Linked DNA regions of Gossypium hirsutum: region 1 is linked to region 2. Evidence: chromatin contacts called from public Hi-C data. All regions are on one chromosome and are shown on one strand. The core of a region is the stretch at or near the end of the contact, and the rest is flanking DNA. Distances in the headings are between cores, read along the strand shown.

Evidence for each region. A called contact is a pair of places that touch in the nucleus more often than the background predicts.
Region 1: a contact with region 2 is called in a Hi-C map of leaf, with 4 times the contacts expected there. The contact joins the promoter of LOC107916629 here to the promoter of LOC107916527 in region 2. A contact is called at or near these places in 4 of 34 Hi-C or Micro-C datasets (leaf and petal).

The regions. Positions count from the first base shown.
Region 1 is chrA01:95,244,315-95,251,954 of Gossypium_hirsutum_v2.1, reverse strand. LOC107916629 (60S ribosomal protein L17-2) reads left to right here and starts at 3,977. Exons shown (of 7, transcript XM_016845943.2): 1 at 3,977-4,293; 2 at 4,386-4,422; 3 at 4,532-4,572; 4 at 5,225-5,455; 5 at 5,544-5,646; 6 at 5,727-5,794; 7 at 5,884-6,143. The coding sequence starts at 4,291. The coding sequence ends at 5,937. It overlaps LOC121207165 (small nucleolar RNA snoR74), which reads left to right and starts at 4,928; the gene lies at 4,928-5,057.
Region 2 is chrA01:94,923,734-94,931,335 of Gossypium_hirsutum_v2.1, reverse strand. LOC107916527 (non-specific lipid transfer protein GPI-anchored 1) reads left to right here and starts at 1,976. Exons shown (of 2, transcript XM_016845794.2): 1 at 1,976-2,638; 2 at 2,722-3,160. The coding sequence starts at 2,299. The coding sequence ends at 2,948. It overlaps LOC107916526 (YTH domain-containing protein ECT1), which reads right to left. Exons shown (of 8, transcript XM_016845793.2): 6 at 7,210-7,602; 7 at 6,380-6,592; 8 at 3,985-5,790. The coding sequence ends at 5,476.

The DNA.
Region 1 (7,640 bases), core at 2,728-5,227, 320 kb before region 2:
AGTATGGCATACCTCAATCCTGAGTGGATGATGGGCTATGTGTGTGTAACTCGTACACTTTGATGTAAATAAAAGCTTGAGTTTGAATAGATAAGGAACTGAAAGCTGGTGCGTTGGGTATACTACTTCTGCAGTATGTATCGTCATTCACAACAGTGGAATTCATAGCCTGAGACATCGTCTTTGTGATGGATGACTTGATTATTATTTGATAGTAATTGACTTTTCATGAAGAAAGATGTAATGATTACCATGAGATAAAATAAAATCATATTGGGAGAAATGATATTATCCTAAATAGATTAAGGATATCCTATGAGGGTAACACATTTATGACAAGGTTATTGAACGAGCACTAATCGAGTTGCTTTCATAATGGTATGTTGTTGGGGAGAACTCAGTGACGATACTATAGTGAAATGACTTCATGACCAAATGAGGTTATAATTAATAGGCGAAATGCTGGAAATTAATTATAAAACATTTGAGCCTCAATTGCATATGTCCAATCGGTCCCTTCTTTGGCTCGTTGAAACTATAAATAAATTGCATGTCGAACCAAATGAACAAATATGAATAGGAATGGTGAAATAGAGAAATAAGAAATGTTTGGAAATGATTATGCTTTTCTCCAAAAACGAAAATGAAATGGAGAAATAGAATCATTTGGAAATGAATATGGCTTTCTCCAAAATAAAAATGAAAATGATCTGAAAAATGAATTTGTGTTTTTCGAATTAAATCAAGTTCTAAAATGGAAATAAATCATTTGGTTATAGTGAACCGTTGAATGTGGAAAATGTTAAATATATTTCTCATAGATTCCTTTTCGTAAAGTCGTCATGATTTTAACGGAATTAGAATTGGGATAAGAAAATTATTTAATTAGAAATATATTGAAGTTTATTTTTGGGAAATAGAAAAACAAATATTGGATTGGATCAGATTATAAAATATTGAATTAAAAGCCCAAAAATTACTTGTAATTTGACCCAATATGGAAGGGACAAGCCCTTTATGTTATAAGATGGGACCATAGTATTATTAACTAACGTTGCCGCCCCCTACATCCTAGTTGAACTAGGATTTCATTTTTCTAATTGAAATAAACCTCCATAATTTAAAAGGGTTCTACCTTATCTTTCTATAAATAGATGGCACTGGCAGGGCTACACACAACTTTCAAATATTGTTACTCTACCGAAAAATAGAGATAATTTATTGTCAACTATTAAATATATTTTTCCAGAATAACAATTCTGACGATTTCTATTTTGAGAAGAGAATTTTCATTTTCACCCAAAAGAAAAGAAAACTATTTCTAGTTCTGTGTTTTGATTCGATTTGATCGAGCCCACACGCGAAGCAATTCGTGGTACAAAAATAGCAAAAAAAATTGTTTGGTTGAAAGCCAAGAACGATTAGGCTTCGTTTATCTGAAAACATAGGTATGATTTTGGTCTAGGGTTTATTACTATAAATATCACAAATCGGGTTAGCTTTCAAATTTTTTAATTTCTGCTATGCAAGAAAATATTTTCGAATCGAATTTTTTCCAATATGATATACTTTAGGACTCTAATATTAATTAAAAGTAGAATTTTATTTCATTTATACTCCACAAGTGGACTTAAGAAACTACCAAGTGTCCTTAATTGATATACTAAAAAAAATAAATAAATAAGAAACATGAAGGTTTCTTAAGTCCGCTTGTGGAGTTAAAAAACTCCATCACCAGTTTATCAAATAATAGTATATTTAAAGCAGATCATCTATACATTTTATTATAGATTGGAGAAACTATTTTATGGACCCTTCTCACCACATCATTTATAGTCCTTTTCCAATTATTTAATCATTATGATTCTTTTCTAATTATTTAATAATATTTCAGTAATTTTTCCATGATTAATACATAATTTTACTAATTTTTTTACCCATAACCTTAAAATCTTGAATCTTAAACCTTAAGCCCCGAACCTTAAATATGAATCTTAAATCTTAAACTTTGAACCGAATTTAAACCCCGAATCTCGAACCACATTCTTGGATGGTGCATCATCGTATCTCAAAACAACACCCATACAGTTTTCTTATATATATGTGTAAAAATTTCTCAGAATTCTTTTAAATGATCTTAACCGACAAGAAAGGTATGCTGCCTTTCATCAATCCAAATTAGTAAGCGGCTTCTAAGTGTATTAAAGAGAATGCAAGTTTTACTTTTTCTATCATATGTCACAGTTAGCTAATAGTACAATGAATGTCGCATGAGGGTTTCTTCATGGCTTCATCGGTTATCCCAACCACCAAACTCCCTAACCTTATACAAAGCACATGTCCTAATACTGTACTTCACAATTAGATGAATAATCGATAAGCTTCTTTTCTAGAGGTTTTTATGTTCATTAACATATTCATCAGTGGAGCACCTGCATTCGTGGCTCCTTGAGTACTAAATGATCCCATGCTTAGACTTACTATTCCTGAAAAAACCTGCCTTTTGCAAGTAAATTAAGAAATCTCTTTATGGGTTCCTATGCAAGGAAACAGCGTTGGACTGAAAAGGACACGTAATCTCAAAGCAGTAGAAGAGGAAGACGATGGCGATTGGGAAGCACCAAAACTGAAGCCGAAGAGAGAGAGAGAGAGAGAGGTATGATCGTTGAAGGGTTTTAAAAGTGGCTTGAATCAATGTGAAAGAGATGCTATTAGATTCCCCAAAGTTTTATAATCTTGTCTCCGAGATAATATGGACAACCATCCATGAGTTCTAGAGAATGTTCATTTTGATATTGTTGCAGTGAGAAGGGTGATTGGGAAGGGCAGAGACATCTGTGTCAAAAGACTCCTTGTTCATCTCTCCAATGCCTCAAAAGTTACACATTGAGTTTGTGTTGTGTAACCACAAGCTCTAATGTATTTGCATCCATCTTCCCGCACTACTTTTTTTTGTGCTTTTCTTAAATGTACCCAAAAAAGAAAAAGAGAAGTTGTATTTTGATATCTATATGTATATCTATCTAATTTTTAATTTTTTTTTATATATAAGTGTGAACACCATCTTAATTATTAAAACTGAAAGACCAAAATAAGTCATTTTATTATTTTATTTAAATTTAGATTAATTTATATTTAAAAATAGAGTTCACGTTATATATATATATTTATACATATTTAATCTACTTCAAAATGAATAAATTTAAATATAAAATTTTATTTAGTTTATTTAAATTTTAAATTAGTAATTGTTCTCTATTTAAGTGTGTTCGTAATCAATTTAATAAAAATAATATAGAGTTCTTATAATTAAGCCATTAAATTCTAAAGTTTTAAATTGATTTTTTGATAAAATTCGTTATAAGAAAGTTTTTTTTAACGTTAAATAGTTTGTGAATAAAATTATATTAAATGTATATATGTATGAAGGAATAGTTATATAAAATTTTAAATTAATTTATTTAAATTTTAAATTAGTAATTGTTGTCTATTTAAGTAGGTTAATAATTTAATTTAATTAAAATCTAGTTCATTAACTTATAATTAAGCCATAAAATTTTAAATTGATTTTTTTGATTTCATAGATAACATTTTAGAAATAATAATTTTATATAATATAATCTATTATATTATAATTATATTCATCATGTATTATCTATTAACTATTATGAAGTTGTTGACTATTAAAAAAATAAAAATTGAATTAAATATATTAATCCTTTTTTATAGTTTATACAAATACTTTAATAATGATTAGAAATATTTGTATTAACATTATATTTGATTAAAAAAACAAGTTATATATGTTAATTATATGTATTATTTTAAATAATTTTATTAGATATTTTTTTGATTTACTTCATTTCATATGAGTGTAGCATCACTATTTCTAGTCTTTATTATTGGATATAATGTTTAGAACTACCCATAGTCTCTCTTCAACCCTTAAAAAAGAGGATAACACTTCAGTGCACTTGAACTAGCATCTTCTTACACTAACAATAATACCAATGTCAACTGAACTAATACTCAATCGATTAAAAATATAAAGTAAAATTATATAAATTTGTTTATGAGATTAGAAATTAGTCATAGAGAAATATTTTGGGCCTATTGGGTCTGTAAAAGCTTCAAAACCTAGGTCTTGAACTGGGCACTCGTAAACTCGAGCCCTCTAAAGAAAGCACTGAAAAACCCTAGAATCAGATTCCTATATATTCTTATACCTTCCCCATTCTTTTACTTCCTCTTTTAGGCGGCAGAAGCAGCTTAGGCAACCAGTTCGCAGCCATGGTACTCATTTTTCTTTGTTTATATTTTAATTTCTTTTTATGAAATAATATAACACTAAACTCGATTTTTCTTTGAATCGTTTTTTTTTTCAGGTGAAGTATTCGAAGGAGTCAGATAATCCCACCAAGTGTAAAGTCCCACTTGTTCCTTTATTTTTGAGCATTTTACTTTCTCATTGTGCCTTTTTTTTATTTTTAAATGTGGGAAACTGATGATGGTTTGTGTTGTTTTTGTGCAGCCTGCAAGGCAAGGGGCTCTGATCTCAGGGTTCATTTCAAGGTATTACATTCTTATTTTGATATATTTTGATCTGATTCTTGACATAAAGTTACGGGCATTGATTTGCTTGTTGTTTAAGAACCTTTGTCTGTTCTATACGGTTAAAGATACGATAAATCATGTGAAACTAATGAATAGATTGGTGCTGCCGTTTTCTTGAATGCATAACCAGTCCTATTATTGTCGTTAGCGAATAATTGTAGCATCTAAGCAGCTGCTGTACGGCTCTTTTTTATTTTCATGCTTGTTTGGGGGAGGATCTTTAGGTTATTTTTGGTTATATTTTTAGGATGTATTGTTTATGCTGTTAGATATTTTCTTTTTCAGCGTAGTATTAGGATTCCTAAATCTGTTGGAAAAAGCAGGGTCTTGTTGCCTTTTTTGAGTGAGGCTCTCGTAAACTTCAGGAAAATTACTTGCATTGTTATGGGGTGAACCTCTGGATCTTCTTGGTGAATGAAGGCTCAGTAAATGATGCCTCATTTTGTAGTGCTTTGGGAAGACTAGCTTTTGGATTAGATATGGCACGGGATTGTGTTCGATTGTTCTTTGGGGTGTCTTGGCGTTTGTTGATATTCTGTTGCCCATTTGGTGATGTTTTTAATTAGCTGGTGGTCATCACTGAGTCTCACACCCTATTATTGCTCTATAGAACACAAGGGAGACTGCGTTTGCTATCAGGAAGTTGCCTTTGGGTAAGGCTAAGAGGTATTTGGAGGATGTTATGGCTCACAAACAGGCCGTACCCTTCAGACGCTTCTGTGGTGGTGTTGGACGTACAGCTCAGGCAAAGAACAGGCATTCTAACGGACAAGGTCGCTGGCCTGTAAAATCTGCCAAATTCATTCTAGATTTGCTGAAGAATGCTGAGAGCAATGCCGAGGTATGCTTACTCTTTTGGTTTTTTGGCTTTTTGCTGTTACTTGGTTTTTTTAGTTTCCGTTTGTAACAAATTGAAACTAACTTGTCAGGTCAAGGGTTTGGATGTGGATGCACTCTATATTTCTCACATCCAAGTTAACCAGGCTCAGAAACAAAGGCGTCGTACATACCGTGCCCATGGAAGAATCAATCGTATGACTTAGAACCATGAACTTGTAATTGTTTGTAGTGTATTTTATCCTTCTATGTTAATAAGATGGTTGTTTTGGCAGCTTACATGTCTTCTCCTTGCCACATCGAGTTAATTTTGTTGGAGAAGGAAGAGCCCGTTAAGAAAGAGGTAATTTATAACTAAACTTAAAATCTCCTTAATGAATGGAAACTATGCTGCTATCGTGTTGTTTTGTTGAAAATATGTTGTTCTTTCAGCCTGAGACTCAGTTGGCAGCTAGCAAGTCGAAGAAGTCCCAAGTATCTGTGTAGACGGTCAGCAAAAGATTGAAATTTTAGTCGATGAAGGAAGTTGTATCTGGGAAATGATTTCTGTCTTACTCTGCGAGTAAGTAGTTTTGATGTTTATTCAAAGTAGAAAGAGTTGTTAGATGTCTTTTGAAACCTTGTTTAGTCAAATGTTATTGATCTGAGATTCATGTTGGAGATTTTTGTTTTAATCCATGATTTTATATGAAGTTATTTTGTTGAGGAAAATAATGATGAGTGTTCATTGCCATAAACCATAATTAGGGAAAAAGGGATTAAAATTGCAAAAGGTGGTTGCTTACTTCTCTCAAGATTTAGCCATGGATTTCCAAAAGTTAGACTACTTTCTGTTGGCAATGAGTCTAAGATCAGCTTGGAAAAAATTGTTTGCTGATAAATTCGAAACTCTTTTACTGGCTATTTGTTCCGCCCATAAAAAGTAAATGAAAAAAAGAAGATTTAGAATTTATGAATAAAAGAAATTTATATAATCTTCTCCCTGATAGAGGAAAGCCTAAATTTGATATTTAATGTATATTTACTATAATTTAGTCGACAATTAGATTTGCTCATTTAAGTTTGATTCGCGAGATAGACTCTTAAATAAAATATTGAGGTTTTGCACAAGTTTTATGAAAATTGGTCATTTAGATTTCACCAAAAAATAAATAAAATTTGGTCATTTAATTATTTATACGCAAATTAATTTTCTTGCTTGTGGTATGTTTTTGCTTTTACACCACAAATTCGAGGAAAGAAAATGGAAGGTTAAATTTTGAAGTTAGTCCCCGTACCTGTGGATTTGTGCAGATTTAGTTATTTTATTTTATTTTAATTTGTTCAAAATTGGTCTCTCTTTTTATTTACTCATTTCCAGTCCTTCTGTTAGCTTTTTCTATTAATTTTATTAAAAAATAGGTAAAATTACAAATTTAGTTTCTCAATTTTTATAATTTTTGTCAATTTAACTTTTATTTTTTATGCTTTAATTATATAAAAAAAAACTTAAAAATTTATCGGACTTTCTCAAATGTGTCAACAAATTAGAGATGAAAAAAAAAAAACAAAACTTGCTATTAATCATTTCTACAAGAATTTAAGCTGCAATTCTCATTTAAATATTATAAAAAATCATAAGAAATTTAGTATTAATGAATCTAGTAAATGATATTGTGATGAACCCAATTTTCACTAAATCTAAGTAACTTTGATGTATGTTAAGAGATATAGTATACTTGCAACTGACAAGCTGGCGAAGCACTTGTCTCTCCAGGTCTTGGGGTATTTTATATCTTAGAGATATAATATAGGATTTTGTTTTCTTGCTTGCCTTTACTTTGATTGGCCATGTCTTGTCTTCGTCACTTGGAAACTCAAAATAAATTTTCATGTTTTATGCCAAATAGGTTGTCCATCATCTGAATCAATGTTATACACTTACTCTTACTCCTTTTTTTCCTATCTTTATATTGTTGACACATTTGAGAAATTTTTTGACTAGTCTTTAATCTTTTTAAAATTTTAATATCTTTTTAAATTTTTTTAATATTTATAAGAAAAAAGAAGTTGGGGTCATAAAAGTAAAGGTTGAAGAATTAAATTTGTAATTATACTTAATTTTTAAATAATGTTAACAGTAGCAAAAGGATCAAATTTTGAGTAAATAAAAGTAGGATTAAATCCGCACAAATTGATTATCATTATAA
Region 2 (7,602 bases), core at 727-3,226:
TTATAAGCATAATGATTGCTACCTCATTGTTCTGTCAAAAGCATATTAAATGCTACTGTATTGATCTGTTTTAAACATGTCATATTACATTGTATGGGGTGGGACGATATGTACAAAGGAATTTTTAAAAATTTTAAAAAAATTCAACATATTTTTCAAAAATTCAAAATTTTATAAAAGTTCCAAAATTTATTTTTAAAAAAATTATAAAAAATTTTTAAAAAATTCTAAAGAGTATATAAAGAAAGTTAAATTTTTAAAAATTTTCTAAAATAATAATTTTGGAACCTAAATTAATTAATTAATGATTCAAGTTATACTAAAGTATTTTTTTCTTATTTTGCTTTGAAAAAGTTCTGAAATATACATGGTTTCAAATTTATATAGTCTAACATGAAATTAATTATACTAGAATAAGATTTTAATTTTTTAATTTTTTAATTTAACTAAAATAATTTTACTCGATTTAGTTTGACTTGACTTAGATTTCATTTCACTCGACTTGATTCGAAAAATTCAAATCAAATTAAAATAATAAAATAAGACTTATCAACTCAATTAATTTAAAAATTTTCACCCGATTCAATATAATGCTTATACTTAATCCTATGAACTCATCTATCATGTTAAGATAAGATTTATCTCTTTCGTTAAGGCCATTGAACTTATAAAACAGAAAAGGACACTCACCTCATCCATTTTCAATAATGGGAGCTTATAAATGAGACTGACCTACATTTTGATCCTAGGGTAATTACCCTTTACTTTCCACCCTATACATAAATGTGTCATTTTTGTTTTATCCCCGTAGACATCAGGATCAGTGTGTTTTAATATTATCATTTTGAATTTATTTGTATTTTAAAAAAATTCTTTTATATATAAATATAGCTCAATTGCATATATATACATATATATACAATTATTTGTATAAAAATATTAATTATGTTTAATAATTAATTAAGTGATTATATTTTAATTTTTAATGTTATATAAAAAGTAAAATAATTAAGATACAAAATTAAATTTTAATTTAAAATATTAAAATTTTATACTAACATATATGAATCTGTATAACCATTACAAATAAAAATTTACGCAGATAAAAAAACCAAACATAATTGTTTCCATTTATTATTGGAACGGGATGTTTGATTATATCTATCATATTTAAAATATTATATACCTAAAAAAATCTTATTATATTATTATATAATTTTATTATATTTATATTTGTACATATTAATTCAGATTATTTTTTACTTAGTTCGATCCTTCAACAATAAATACACATGAATTAACGGTTGATATCAAGATTTTAACAATATTATCAAAGATTTGGCAAGATCCGAAAAATCAATTAATTAAATCAAAAAAATTACGAAATTTAATTATTTAAATAAAAAAAATTACGAAATTTAATCATTGAAATGAAGTGTACTTACCATTTTTTGGCAAAAATATCAAATGTTATTAACGACAATTCTGAATACCAATAGAAATTAAAGGATTGGGGAACAATTCAATAATGAAAGAAAAAGAATCAACAGTCCAAAGATTGAAAATATGGTGCAAGAATGAAAGAAAAAAAAAAGAATTTGAAAAATGGGCAAAGTGAAAACCAAAATAGGAGAAAGAATTGATTACATATCTAGGGTTAGTAAACCATAGGTGCGACACAAGTAGTTTACTCAAAATTGCCGAAAATAAAAAAAAAAAAATTGAAAAGATAGGCACTTAAATTTGGGTCTAGAAAAGTATTCTAGCACTTTAACCATAAAACCTATAATTCATTTCTTGTTTAATCTTAATTCTTAGTCTTATATATTTTAAGGTGGCAATAAATATTTGACTCAATTTAAATTAAGTATCCAGCTCCCAATTTTTAGCACACTAACCTATATAATTAATGAAGTTCCAATTTCCAAACCGCAAACATTTAAAACTTTCCTATGTTAAAATAAAATTTCTAATTAATTTACCAACCAATTGTCACCACGGTTGGCTGCCCAGCGCAACCTCATTTAAACTCCTCTTTGTAAAACCAACAACTTGTCACTCCCTACCTTACTCTGCTTGCCGCCCAACTAATGAGAGGGGGCCTCCATTTATATCTTAACATCACCACAGCTGATTCCACATCAGGTGTGACATATCAACGCTCCACAAACAATCCTCTCTTTCCATTCAAATGCACATCATTAATACTAAACCCTAAAATTTCAGTCTTCCATAAATATACGCATTCATAGGTAGTTCCAAGATATTTTTGTGTGAAGAAGACTCTGAACTCAAACAATGGGAAAGGGTTGGGCAGTGAAGGTGATGATGATGAGTTTGGTGGTGGTGGTTGGTGCGGGTGATGAGAGTGGGTTAGCCAAAGAGTGCAGCAAAGATTTACAGAGCGTGATGACTTGTTTGAGCTTTGCGCAAGGGAAGATGGAGAAACCTTCAAAGGAGTGTTGCAGTTCGGTTTCGAGTATAAAAGAAGAAGAACCAAAGTGTTTGTGTTATATTCTTCAGCAGACCCAGGCATCCGGGGCTCAGAATCTTAAGAGCTTAGGCGTTCAGCAAGATAAGCTTCTTCAACTTCCTTCTGCTTGCCAGTTGAAGAACGCTAGCGTCACTGACTGCCCAAGTAAGTAGTAACCTCTCTTTTCTCTCCTTTTGCTTTGATATGTAATAAAATTAGTGCATGTTGTGTTTGGAATGAATGAATAGAGCTTCTTGGATTAGCACCAAACTCACCAGACGCGGCTATATTTACAAATTCTTCCTCAACACCGACGACGCCATCCACCGGGACACCGTCAAGTGCTTCAGAGAATACTGATAATAACTCCGGTGGAACAAAGTTAGAAACTGCTCACTTGGTTGGTTTCACGTTACTGGTTGCATCGGCATCATTTTTGTATGCACTCCCACCGGGATTGGCTTCCCTGTTTTAGGCGGTGTGCATGCATGGGATGGGAGTGAACTAAAAATGCTTGAAATTCCTTTTGTTTTCGTGTTTTGTTTCAGCTGCACCTGCAACATGATTTTACCATTCTTGTACTTACTTTCTTAACTTCAATCATCATATTTAGGGGAGATGTTAACTCTAGGTACTTGTTTCATGATTTTTTTTTTAATAATAATTCGACTTGGGTGATTGTTTGAATATTCTGATACTTAGTATATTAGTACTTATTCTGTGATTTACGTTGGTTAATTATTTTCGGATTAATATGTTCTAAATTTTTGGTATATTAGTACATATTCTGCGATTTACGGTGGTTAATTATTTTCGGATTAATATGTTCTAAATCTCTATTTTTTTATATTTAGATTGAATGAATGTATAAACATATGTCATCCGTGATTGAGAAAGAAAAGAAAATGGATATCAACTATAGTATTTTGTTGGATTTTACTATGATTTTTCTAAATTAAAATGGTTTTAGTTCAATTTATTAATTTATAATAAATTCATAATTTTTTAGATAAGTTATACCTAATCACTCAATTATCATAAATTTTCATTTTAATAAAAAAAATTACCCACTATGGGTATATTAGCCGATTGAATTCCAACGTGGTTGGCCAGATCATATTTTTTATTTTCTATTTTGGATTTGTATAATATACATCTCTTTTTCTTTTTTGTTTTTGCTAATTTTAGTCACTAACATTTTACTATAAATCACTCTAAACCCTAGTCGCCGTTAGATCTATCGCCACCGTCGGAGTGTCAATCGGAGATCGCCGATCTATAGACTTCTGTCTCTATGGTTTAGATTTCCTTGAAAGATGCCCGAATCCTTCGAAAACCCAAGAAATGTTCGAAGCCAAAAATGCAAGTCGGCCGCTGGTAGCTGTCTGGTTGGCTTGGTTCCGAAGTGTGTTGCTCCTTTTGGTCGGAGCTACTCTTTCACTGTTCAGATCGTCAAACCACCTCCTAGATCTTGCTATTCGAACTTAAGATGCTTCATTTGTTTTTGCTTGTTTATTTCGTTTCTGACCTTTTTGGGGTTTTCAGTTTATGATTTGGGGCTTCCAAAACAAGGAGCTTCTTAGGTGTTTTTTTTTTCCTTTGGTTGTTGGTTAATTTAGGTTTTGGTCTGCAAGTTGTTTGGGTATAAGAATTATTAGGTTTTTTTAGTTGGGATGGTGGAGTATGGCAGTGGTTGACTTTAGGTGTAGAGTATGATAAAAGTTTTGAAGATGGAAATTGAGGGTTGAGGCAAGATTGAATGAGAGCGGAATGGTGGGTGTTGAAGGTGGAGCTGAGGGTGATTAATGATGGAGAAACGACTATGGAGGCAGTGTGTCGAGGTTGAGTATTAGTTGCTTGTACTCGGAGGATGGTGGAAAATTAAAAAAAGAATTATTTGGTGGGAAAAAAAAAGCTGATTTGGCCAGCCCGTTGGTATTCCGTTTGTCAATAGAATCATAGTGACCAAAATGAAAACAAAACTAAACATGGGTGTTAAATTGTAAACTTCTTTTTTGGTTGCAATTTACCCCTCCCTTTAAATAAAATTAAAATCCACCTTGATGAAATTGGATTTGGGTCTGCCCAATGACTTTGATATTCGGCTCAATTCTTGAGGAAAAAAAAACTATTAGACATTAACCATAACGTTTTCAAAACTAATTCAAACCCAACAATTATCATACGATTTCGAGGCTGACATTAGGCCCGTGAAGCCAGAACACTGAACAGTGAACACACTTGTCTGGACAAGAACTGCCTCACATGCCGATACCACAAAGACACCACCGCTACACATGATTGAAGGCATTAAAAATATATTGCTATACTCATAATTTTACTAATAATCTGTTCTGAACCTCTACATACCGCATTCCAGTCCCAGAGTGCAAACTACAATTACCATACCCATTTTGGACTGTTGGGACCTTTTCTACCAATTTTTTGTTTTCTATTATATTTTCCTTTATAACTAACGCAGCAAGTTTAAAATTTGAAGAAAGAAAAAGAGCAAAGGACTAGAGGTGAAGCCCACCCAAGTCCAGTCTATAATGCTATCCTAGTACCCACCATCCACACACACAAAGACAGACAGGCTCCTAGAGAATTAGACTCCCAACCTTTTCATACAACTTCACCATTTCTCCTTGTAAGTTTCCTTTGCTTTTTGTAAAGAATAAAATTAGTTAGATATATTAGCTGAGGTATATATAGTGTATACATACGATATAAAGTTATGAACCAAGTCTATCTTACGGACTGCTGCAGAATATGTCTATCTAATCTAAACAAATAAAATCCATAAACCAAGATAACCCAAACTAGGTGCCTTCTCAAAACTTGCGAGGCAGGAAATAATAAAGAAACAAACACGAGATCAACGTAAGAGATGGCATTGGTTGGATTTAAACCCACTTTTCGTAATATGCGTATAAAGGTATAAACTGTCATTCCCTACCCATCATATTTGTTTCCTTGTTGGCCAAATTTGTAGTTGCACCCTATCTACCATGGCCTCCACAGGCAGCAGAGAGCACCTTTCCAGTTCCTCCGCCTGCTTGCTCATTCTCGTTTAACAAAAGAACTTCTGCAAAGCTCTTGGACATTTTCTTCACGATATCATTAGGGAGTGAGACGAGGTTTGATGCTTCACACACTAAATCATCGGAAGCCACTAGGCTGGTTAGCTGCCTGGCCTTCCTTTCCTGCATTGCTTTTTGCCGCTCTTCGTAAAAATAAAAGTCATCAAGGATTGAAGAATGACTTTCATAATTCTTGAAAATGTTTATCATCTCAATGCCCTGTTCAAACTCCACCTGCAAATATTATTTGATGCAGCAGCTTCAGATACCATTCAATCGCGTTGCAATGAAAGACAAGAAAGATTATACCTTACTTGATGTAACCACACTCAGACAAAATAAGTACAATGGTGCAGAAACTGGATTCATAGGAAGGACGCATCATCAGGTCTTACATATCAGCAATGCATGTGCGATTTTGCTTGCATGCTCAATACCTCTTACATGACAAGTTGATGTTAATGCAATGCATGCCAATTCACAAATTCAAATGGAAACAAGGTTGGTTATCTTCTAGCTCTGTAATGTACATTGTCTCATTGAGTTTATCCAGTTATACATCTTACATTTCAACAAAAATCGTAAGTACACCCAAGTATCTACTTGAGAGAAAAAAAAAAAAACAAGTGAGCACTGGAATTGTAGACTAGTTTCATGTTAGCTTTGGTCAAATAGAATTCAATTATGGACTAACACAATCACCTCATTAGCTCTAGTTAAAATAACCACGATGAAACTAATATATGAATGCAACCGGACACACCAAAAATCTGATCAGCAAGCAAAAGTGACCATACAGTGTCAACTTCAAATGCATCCTTACCTCTTGAGTATCTCTACTGTTAGTAACAGGCTTGTTGTCATTACTTTCTAGTAGAATGTGGCGGAACTGACTATTGGGGACATCTTTAATAATGTGCCACTTTACAGGGAATTGCCCAGACCACTTATTCTGAAGCCAATAATCCACACTTTTATCAAAGTCAACAGGTCCCACCATCTCAGCCACTCCACAAAACTGAGCGCTAGCATTGACCTGCATGCATAACATATGAACAACTAAGTTAATTTCATTTTCTCATTCGTGGTCTCTACTTACAAATAAACTAGAAGGAAAGTACATGTATTACGTACTAGGGATTTCAGCTACTAGTTCATAATCATTACCGCTTACTGAATTCTATCTATCAACTATTTTAGTAAGTTAAATTGAAGGGTTAATGTATTTTTTGGCCCCTGAACTTGACATTTTGGTCCAGTTTGGTACTGGTACTTCTTTTATCCACTTTGGCACCTGAACTTAGATTATGTAAAAGTATGATTTCATGGCACTTTGAGATTGTGCACAGCATCACCTGAAAATAAAATAATTATATGAAATCTAAAAAGTAAAAAATTAAAAAAGTTTCAGGTGATAACATGACACAATCTCATAGTGCCATGTCATCACACTTACAAAATCCAAAATTGGGGACTAAATGGGAAAAGCTGTCAAGTTCAGGTAACAAAGTTGACAAAAATACAAGTATCAAAGTGGATCTATATCAAGTTTATGGACCAAAATTTACATTAACCCTAAATTAAATGACAGCATCATTTTTTGTTTTTCATTTTTCCTCTCCAACATCAGGAATTCAATATAAGGTAGATTACCGAAAATAAGAGAAAGACAGGGCATGTTCCTTGTTTAGCTTTTGCCTCATGATAAGCAGTATCTAATTTTTTGTTGCCAATAGGAGTGCTTGCCCAGACACCATACTTAATGCTCTTGTGAACATTATCTTCACTATAAGATTTTATCACAAAGAACTTGGCACCCTCATAATCAGTGACAAAATTCTGTCGGTTGTAGGATCCATTGGTAATGCCATTAATTGTGCCATTCTTGCTGCTATCAACAATAAAACCCTTCGTAGTTATCTGTGTTTTCGGCTTAAATGCCCTAGGTCCCCTATTACGCTCACTTAGTGTATCAAGCGTTACAGTACAACTGCAGGAGAAGTCATTGCAGCTCCCTCCTTGTCTTGCTTCAGCAAGCGTAGGCCA